2 separate regions of the Arachis hypogaea genome follow, and region 2 is linked to region 1. The links are chromatin contacts, called in public Hi-C maps. All regions are on one chromosome and are shown on one strand. The core of a region is the stretch at or near the end of the contact, and the rest is flanking DNA. Distances in the headings are between cores, read along the strand shown.

The links. A called contact is a pair of places that touch in the nucleus more often than the background predicts.
Region 2: a contact with region 1 is called in a Hi-C map of leaf, with 3 times the contacts expected there. The contact joins the enhancer-like site here to the promoter of LOC112749977 in region 1. A contact is called at or near these places in 5 of 8 Hi-C or Micro-C datasets (leaf and an unstated tissue).

Annotation. Positions count from the first base shown.
Region 1 is chr15:23,337,959-23,343,174 of arahy.Tifrunner.gnm2.J5K5, reverse strand. LOC112749977 reads left to right here and starts at 2,922. Exons shown (of 8, transcript XM_025798446.3): 1 at 2,922-4,050; 2 at 4,245-4,339; 3 at 4,492-4,595; 4 at 4,720-4,820; 5 at 4,930-5,033. The coding sequence starts at 3,763.
Region 2 is chr15:23,397,154-23,402,369 of arahy.Tifrunner.gnm2.J5K5, reverse strand. No RefSeq gene overlaps it. Among protein-coding and RNA genes, the nearest start is that of LOC112749980, 17 kb to the left of the region's middle. Within about 2 kb of position 2,684, at least 1 of the 3 cell types and tissues checked has open chromatin away from gene starts, as enhancers often do.

The sequences.
Region 1 (5,216 bases), core at 1,673-4,172:
AGGGTGCAGCCCTACTTGTCCAAACAAGTAATTGCCCCCGCAAATCTCTCCACTACATCTAGAAGGGAGATCTTAACAGACTCCTAAGATAAAGAAAACGGTCATCCATCAATACAGGTGAAACTACTCCAATAAAGGTGATTATTAACTCTACTATAAATGCATTGGCACCCCTCAAGTATAAGACACGTTCTAATCTACTAAAAACCTGACTAAAACTCTTGCTAACTTAAGTATTGAAGTCTTTTGCAGGTACCATCCCCATCTCATCATGAGGAACTCGGCCGACGGCACATCGACACCAAAAAGTCGAACGCTACCACTCAAAGGGACCTGAACCTCACTTTCAGACCCAAATCAATATTTCAAGTAACTCTCGGAACATATATATTACAAAATTTTATTAATTTTTAATTAATATTAAACTATGTGGTTAGTTTAAATTCTACAATCTCAAAATTAATACCCGAACTAATTGAGATCGGATTTAATTGGATTTGGTCTGATTATATATAATTATTCATTAGATTCAGAATCAATATAATCAAGTTGGATCGATTTTAAATGAATAATCAAATTATCCATACCCGTATACACCCTTAGTTGGCTGTTAGTGTCTTTGTACACAATATTATGAATGATGGCTTAAAATCATATCTATATAACAAAAAAATGATTTTATTAAGAAATATAATTTTTTTGTATGTATACATTATAAATCTCTTAATTATAAAAATATTGAAAAACAGAAATATCAATTTTGTAAATAAAAAAGATAATTTGTGCATTTAAAATTTATTTGTCACTCAATTTATAATCTAAAACAATTTAGTTTATTATAATTTTTTTCTTATCTCAGACTAAACTATCTAAGAATATTCTATAGAAAATATAAAATATGATATTATCCGCATATAGTACTTGCTCAATGAAGATGTATTATTTATATCAACTAATGTAATCGAAATCCTTCATTCATTTTTCAATTGTCAACAACAGATATACATCACATAAACCATTAATGAAAAATGGCACCAAATACAAAAAAATAAGATAAAAATCACATCAATAAATCAAACATAACAACAACAATAATAAAGCCTTGCCTCATCATTAAATGAAATCTAATACAAAAATCTAACTAGTTTCTGCTATTAATCTTATCATGAATTATGCCAAAAAGTGGTCCGTTTGAATGCAACTACAGATTATAGACTTATTTATAAGCATTTTAATTATATAAATGTTTCATTTGATTTTTGATAATTTTGATAGTACATCGAATCAAACTTAAATAAAAATCTCAATTTGGAGAATAAATATAACTTTTTTTAAAAAAATTAGACTCAATCCAAAAATTATTTAGTATATATATAAAAAAATATATAAAATGATCAATTATATTAAATTGTGACAAATAATATAACAAAATTATAATAAAAAATATGAAATAAATAAGACTTTGAACAGATAAAAAGATAAAATTGAAATTGAAAGACAGTAAAATGCTTGAAAAAATTAAAATAAAATATGTAAAGTAAATAAATGAAAAGAAACGAATTAAAAAAAAAATAAAAAAAAATAAAATAAAAGTGAATTCCAAGACACTCACATATACTTGCATTTTATTATTTTCCAATGTGTCGGTGTGACTTGATTTTTGGCAGAATTTTGTATAATGGTGAAATATTCATATTAAAGTCCTAAACTCTTTTAAATTTCTTCTATTTATATAGATAATAATAGTGGATTACAAAATATTTCTCTCCTTACTACAATCTAACTTTTCTCTTTCTCTTAGGTTTTCACAATTTACGACTTTGTCTTGATTGTGAAAGACTTTATTCTCCAAGGTAGACATCCTACGTTTTTGCTTTTACCTTAGTCTCCAAACCCCCATGTTTTGACTAGTGCTCCAGATAAAGTCACGTGCGGTTTATAAAATTTTGACATAGGTCCTTCTTAACTCGACTCGACCCATCTCATAATCGACATTTTGTTTTCTCATGATCGAGTCTTCACTCCTTCGAAGTTTGGACCATGTGCGATCAACCAATTTCAACCTAGATCTTTTTCAACTTAACTCATCTGAGGCCGTCGATACCCAATTCTAAATTTTGCAATAGGTCGAAATTTTGCACAAATAATAAAAAACATCTATTTTTTTAACTTTATCCTAAAAAAGTAATTACTTTCATATCACTTAAATAGTTATTTAAAATAATAAATATAATTAAATAATATTGTAAAAATTTTTTGTAGATTTTTCTATGAAAATGTTTTATTTTATTGAACAAGAATTGCAGTATAAGGAGCCAATAAACTCAACAATACTTATAAAAATACACTTGCTAAACCTAAGTAGAGATAACCTTAACGACATAGACTAATACTCTTAGATAGTAACAAATAGACTTGGTATATCCAACTAAAATAGAAAAAAAGAAACAACTAGTATGCGTATTTATTTTCATTCGGATTAGATTTATCATCCTCATGTTTTATTTGTTTTGCTTGGGCATTGGTCCCGTTTCAAAAAATAAATAAATAAATGAAAAGCTTTATTGAATTCAGCCCACTATAGAAATAATAACGAAAGTTTTGAATGGAGTCACAGTTATGAAATCCAGCCCCCTAATAAATCTGTATGTCCCTACACATTTTTCTGTGGCAAGTGCCGACCACAATATTAAAGCGCGTTTACACCCCAATAGTTGCAATCATTTCTATGAGGATTTTATTTTTTTTATTATTATTATTTTCGGGAAGGGGTGGGACTGGAATATTTGATTCCAAATTTCAATAATAATAAATTAATAATAATAATAATAAAAGACACAAAAGATTGAATGGATAAGGTGGTGAATGAATACAGTTGGGGGAGTTGGTTTCATAACTGGGGAACCTTCCAGCTTTGCTACAGCACACTAGACCTGGAAGGAAACTCCTAGAATAATTAACTCTACTCGTATACTACTAACTTATTACCCCTTTGAATTATTAATATTATTACTCAATAATGCAAATAATCTAACCAACTTCACCTATTTTTCTCAAATAGTGTTTAGTAGTACAAGCATTAGGCACATAATTTCAAGCCTTTCTTCTAATACAATTTTTCCAAATTAGTAGCCGAAAAAATTGGCACTAATCTTTGGTTCGAGTAAGTTATACCCAATTTTAGTGGTACCCACCAAAATTGACAAAAAAAATCGGAGACTCAAGGATCTTGCTAGGACAAGTGTCATAGCTCAAAAAACCCAATCCAGCCCCCCCTTCTTTTTTTCTTCAACACAATATTACTTAATTTTTATTTTTATTATTATGGAAGTAAGGGTATTGCCGTATTCTGATTGGTCATTGGGTTTTGTGTTGTATGGTAGAAAACGTAGAAAATGTGTGTAACGTCAAAAGACCTTTTTTTTTTTAATTTTTTTTCCAAAGTCTAAAGAAAAGAAAGAGCGCGTAAGTTTTTCTTAATTCTTATTATTGCCATTGCCGTTGCCATATCCAACAAGGTTTCTTCTGCATAGAGGAGGAGATCTTCACAAGGGTCTCTTTCACCTTCAAAGCTTCAACTTTTTTTTCAATTAAAATAAAGTTTGACTCCTTTAAACTTGTTGCTTCCAGAGAGCCTTCTTTTGTTGTTTCGGTATAAAGGAAGGCTCTTTCGTTTGAAATCAATCTCTGGTCTTTTGTTGGTCCTTCTTCTTCTTCTTCCTCTTTCTTCTTCATCTTCTTGTAGACAAGGTGTTTGATAAAATGTTGAGGTTATGGATGGGGTATCTGAAGCTGGTGGAACTGTTTGTGAGCTCTTTGGTTCATTTGCTTTATGGATTCTACATTTTCAGCTCAGCTGTTGCTGGAGATTTATCTGAGTCGCTCAATGAAATTCTGTACCAAAAGCCTAAGAAGATTGTTGATGTCGTCAATAAGGTCAGTGAGAAGAGAATAATTTCTGCTGACGAAGAAAACAGTGCTGCTTCTACCAATGGTTATGATCTTCCTCCTATTGTTCTTGTTCATGGGATTTTTGGATTTGGCAAAGGGGTAAGATTTACCAAGTACCAATCTCCTTTTCTTTTTCTGCTTCAAAGTTACACGTTTTTGTTTTAGCTTTTGTTGGGTTGGGCTAAGTTTTTCTATCTTCCAATGAATAATAATATGATAAATTAATAATATAATTTGATTTTAATTTCTTTGCTGGGTTTTTTATTGTACATGATTGTTGTTTTCTCTTTTAGAAATTGGGTGCTTTGTCATACTTTGCTGGGGCAGAGAAGAAAGATGAAAGGGTTCTGGTTCCGGATTTGGGGTCTTTAACCAGCGTCCATGATAGGTGAGGTTCTAAGGCTTAAGAGAAAAAAAATTAATAATTTATGTCTGATGTTTATCATGGGTTTCCTCTTAATCGGTTTGTGTGTGATTTTCCAACAAATATCTTTTTTAATTCTGATTACTTAATTATTTATTTATTTATTTTTATTTCAGGGCACGAGAATTGTTCTATTATTTGAAGGGTGGCCAAGTTGATTATGGAGAAGAGCACAGCACGGCTTGTGGACACTCTCAATTTGGAAGAATTTATGAACAAGGTTCGAGGGATCATTCATTCATTCAATGCTTTCAGTTTGTTCTTGTTCTTTTGCACCGAACTCTGTTCTGCTTCCTTTGTATTTTTCCAGAGTTTCAATGGTGCATTTGTTGTGTTATTGGCAGGGCACTACCCTGAATGGGACGAGGATCACCCTATTCACTTTGTTGGACACTCGGCTGGAGCACAAGTTGTTCGTGTCATGCAACAAATGCTTGCTGATAAGGTTTTGATCCCTGATTTTCTCTGTCCTATTGGCACATAATGAGGTTGTCTTGTTTTATTTGTTGGTGTTCGTTCTTTTTGATAATTTGGTGTTCTAAATTTGTCTTCAGGCATTCAAGGGATATGAAAATACATCAGAACATTGGGTATTGAGCCTAACAGCATTATCTGGAGCGTTAAATGGCACTACAAGAACCTACTTAGACGGCATGCGGTGAGGCCTGATAACATCATTTTCATGCTTAATCCCAGTGAACTACCGGATAAGTTGTTTTGATTGTTTTGGTACATTCTTAAATTGATGTATTTAGATGCTATGACTCAATGCATCTGGATATAAATTTCATCCAAATACATCAATCTATGAATATAGTTTTTAGATGATAGGATAAAATGG
Region 2 (5,216 bases), core at 1,435-3,934, 59 kb before region 1:
AATTTAAAAATAAAAACTAATTTTGTAATAATTTAATTATTATTTTTTGTGAAGAGAATTTTGCTTATTAAATTGTAAAACATTATATTAAAATTAGTAAGATTAAGAAATATAAAAAGTTTTACTATTATGAAAGAAAAATAAAAAAAAATATATAAAGACTAATTTAATTAATTTTTAAAATTTTAAGAATAAAAATGATTTACTGAATATTTTTAAAAATTTATTTGGCTCTAAATAAATTTATGAGTTGATGAGATTGTGATACATAACATTAACATATAATAGAAAAGTTTTCAACTATACTCTCAATACCAGTATTTTAGTAATCTTTATCATTAATTTTAATTAATATATATCATATATTTTTTATAATTTAAATCACCAATTAAGATTATTGAAATACTTATATATCTAAAACATTTAAATTTTTTTATATTATATATTATGTTACATAATATTTAATATAATATATTATTATTTAATTAATGAAAAGACTAATTTAGCATATATTTTATTTTTTAATGACTAATATAATTGATTTAATATTTAAAAAACTAATTTAAAACATAAACAATCTTTCGGAACGAATTTAAGTATTTTTCTTTATATATAACTATATTAGTAACATTTACATAGAAGTAATAATTTAGCAGCGTGGTGAAGGTGACTGATGAGTGGTGGACCAAACGACGAGACAGTAGATACGCCGACCAAATGCTGCAAATCCAAATATGCCATTTACATTTACATATGGGAGATTCTGTGGTGCTGTCTGCCAAAATCACTATAGAATGTGGTCTGTATGTGGCATCATCTCTAAGTAACGCGTGTATGGTATGGCTTGCTAAAGAGAGTAAGAGTAATAGAATACTGTTACGGTTTTTTTTTTTTAGTTTTTCCATTTTTGATGTTCCGTTTTTTATGTGTTTAATTAAGTGTTAATGCAAATTTATTGAAACATATAGGATTTTTATATGATTAATAGTGAGAATTTGTTGATACGTAGATGGATATATCATATATGGCACACTATAATTAATAAGAGATATTTTGCAGTATAATTAATATATAACACGGTAATTAAAAATTCTTAATTTAAAATTTTAATAAAATATTAACAAATATTTTAATTGGATAGTTGCATTAAGAAAAAATTCAAAATGATACTATTAAAATACGATAGTGTAACCGTTTTAAAATATTAGTAACTGCATGTTTAAATAATATTAATATCTCATTTAATTTAAATAATAATAAAATATATTAAATTTTTAAATTGGTCCAAATTAAATTATTAATATTTTTTATTATTTTAACAAATTATATTTATATGTATGCCTATAAAAATTATATTTTTTTATTTTTAAATACTCATATCTGATTTACAGTTTAAAATTTATATCTTATAAACAAAATATACTCATAATTAATTTATTTACATTGTAAATAAAATAAATAATAGAATATAAATTCGTAAATTATATCCAAATTATCTATATCAGTAACCGAAACGTTTTAAATTATTTATTTAAAAAAATTTATTATTAATTTTTTATTACTACTTCATAATTATAAATTATTAATTTAATATTCATGTCACCAAATAATCGATTTATTTATTTAAATTTTGTACTAATTGATCGTTAAGTAGATAACATTCAATCGACAACTAATTATAGTAAATAAAAATGAATAAAAAAATGTCATTTAGACATATCGTAAAAAAAAAAATTATTATTTTTTATTTATTTTTATTCAGTATGATTAGTTGTGGATTAAATGTTATCTATTTTACAGTTAATTAATACAAAAATTTAAATAAATAAATCGATTATTTGGTGACATGAATATTGAATTAATAATTTGTAATTATAAAGTAGTAATAAAAATTTAATAACAGATTCTTTTAAATAAATAATTTAAATATTTTAGTTACTGATATAGATAATTTGGATATAATTTACGAATTTATATTTTATTAATTATTTTGTTTACAAAGTAAATGAATTAATTATGAGTATATTTCATTTACAATGTAAATAAGATAAGACATAAATTTTAAATAAATAAAATAGGTGCACCCGTAATATGTTATTTATACTGTAAACGAGATATGAGTATTTAAGAATATAAAAATATAATTTTTATAAGCATACAAATATAATTTGTCAAAATAATAAAAAAATATTAATAATTTAATTTAGACCAATTTAAAAAATAAAAATTAATATATTTTGTTATTATTTAAATTGAATGAGATATTAATATTATTTAAACATGCGGTTACTAATATCTTAAAATGATTATACTAACGTATTTTAATAATATCATTTTGAATCTTTTTCTTAATTTAATTATCCAATTAAAATATTTGTTAATATTTTATTTAAATTTTAAATTTAGAATTTTTAATTACCGTGTTATATATTAATTATACTGCAAAATATCTCTTATTAATTATAGTGTGCCATATATGATATATTCATCTACATATCAACAAATTCTCACTATCAATCATATAAAAATCCGTATATATTTCAACAAATTTTGATTAACACTTAATTAAACACATCAAAAACGAAAAAAAGAAAGGAAAAAAAAACCTGTAACGGTATTCTATTATGCACACTCCTTTTAACCAGCCATACCATACACGCGTCTCTTTAAAATCATGCCACATACAGACTACATCTCATGATGATTTTGACAGACAGTACCATAGAATCTCCCTTTACATATACTACTACTCAAATTTTATGTTTACATTTTTCATAACTCATAAATTGTGCCAAACAAATAGTACCGTAAAAAAAACAAAGAATAATTTAATAAAACAGTAGATGAAATGATGAATTAATAACAGGTGTTCGTTCAAGTTGCATGAACATTTAATTTAATTATTAGTTCCTTCGAATTAATGTTTAAATCAATTTTGTGTATGAAAAAAGTTTCTCCTAGAAATAATTAGTCCTGCCATGCGTTGTAAATAATATAATAATACATGTGATGTTTGATCATAGTACAGAAATTATTTGGTTAAAAGTGGAACAGAAAATAGAACCAGAATAATTTGCAATGAAATAATAAGGCATCTTATCACGTCAATCGATGATTAATTGAATCTGGAGATAGAAGAGAAGATTCTAGAGTTTGGAGTTTGGACACGCAAGCAATGAGTCATCGAATTCTACCTGCTGTCTTTTTTTTTTCTTTTATGTATTTTTCTTGTTAAAACGGTATTTTATTTTGTTTTCTGTTATTTAATTATTTTGTCGTTGCCATTTCACGTGGTCCACGACCACGACAAACAGTGGCATGGAGCTTTCTATCTTCTGTGTGAACACTTGTTTTCTTATTAAAAAATCCTGAACAGTTGGCGCGCTCTTTCTTTTAACAAAATTGTTTCTTGCATGCATTAACTTAATAGCGCTATCATAATACTTTTCTCTTTATTTTTTAATGCTTCACAATTATTGCAATAAAATCTTCCTTGTCATAATCATCAATATGTCATGTCTAAAGATTTGTGTCTCTTTAACTAAAAAAATATAATTTTTTTTGAACAAATGGAGCTCAACACAATAAAATGGAGTAAAAAGAAGACAACACAACAAAATACAAGACATAACTATAAATAAAAAGTTCTGATCTGTTGTCATCTCCGACATTGTCATCAACAACAAAATGGATCAACTCCAAATCATTCCCTGTAACTCAAGAATGACCTAATCTTTACTCCTTCAACACTTGTCTCCACGCTCTGAAACACTCTGCTGTTCCGCTCCAACCAAATGTTCCAAGCAATCGCGCAGAATCCTGTCAGCCATTTCCTTTACTCAGACTTGCCACCTGGAATTCAAGTCCAACTCTCAAAGAACTCTTTACCGGTCCCTGAAATGGTCCATGCTCTATCAGCATACGTCAACCAAGCACACCACACCTGCCATGTAAACTCACAAGCAAAAAATAAATGGTGCACTAATTCTATGTCCTTTTTACACAACACACATATATTGTCATTATGATTAATAATGCCAAGTCTAGTCAGCCTCTCCTTCGTATTGACCCTGCCAACTAATACAAACCATGCAAATAGTTTAACTCTTGGAGGAACACAGCCTCTCCAGATGGAACTAGTGAAGCTGTAACTCGTGATGTCCTCTGAGAGGGTCTCATTCTGCAGCACCTGTACAAACAAATTAGTAGAAAAAACACCTTTTTTGTCAAATTTCCATATAACTGAATCCTCTCTATCAACTGACAATCTTACAACCCGTAGCCAGTCGTGAAGTTGATTGAGCAACTCTAACTCCCATTGGAAGAGTTCTCTCCTTCACTGGAAGTTCCACACCCACTCTAACCCATCCCAAAACCCACAGTCTCCTATTACGGATCCTTGTTGATTTGAAAATGAGAAGAGTCTCGGAAAACAATCTTTCAACGAGCCGCCTTGTATCCAAGCATCCTCCCAAAAACGAGTTCTTCTGCCGTTTCTCACCTCCATGGATAAGCCACTGATCATCATATCTCTTATCTGCTGCTCTTTAATATTAAGCTGACAGATATCTTTCCATGGGCCTCCTCTTGATGGCAAAGGTTGGTTTGACAACATTATAGTTGGGTCCAACTGATTACAGGAGCATACAACTTTCTTCCAAAGCGGGCAGTCCTCCTTTGAGAAGCGCCACCACCACTTGAATAGAAGCGACGCATTTCTAATTAAAGCATCTCCCACCCCCAAACCACCTATTTTTTCGGAGCTTGAACTACCTCCCACTTCACCAGTGGTATCCCGCTATTTCCATCTTCTTTACTCCATAAGAACCTTCTCTGCAGTCCAATTATCTTTTCTGCAACCGCCTTTGGCATCTTATACAAGCTTAAGTAGTAAATCGGCAGGCTATTGAGAATAGATTTTATGAGGACCAACTTACTAGCTTTGTTGAGAGATCGAGCTTTCCATAAGCTCAGCTTGTCTTCCACCTTGTCTATGATTAGTTTCCAACTCTTCACCAACCGAGGGTTAGCGCAAAGAGAAATTCCTAGGTACCTGAGAGGTAGCACCGCTTCGGCACATTCCAATAGACCACACATATTCATCACCCATTCCTTCTCACAGTTAACTGGAATTAGGCTCGACTTCTCAAAGTTGATACTCAGGCCAGACATTAATTCAAAGCACTGCAGGAGCCTCTTATAATTCACAAGCGTCT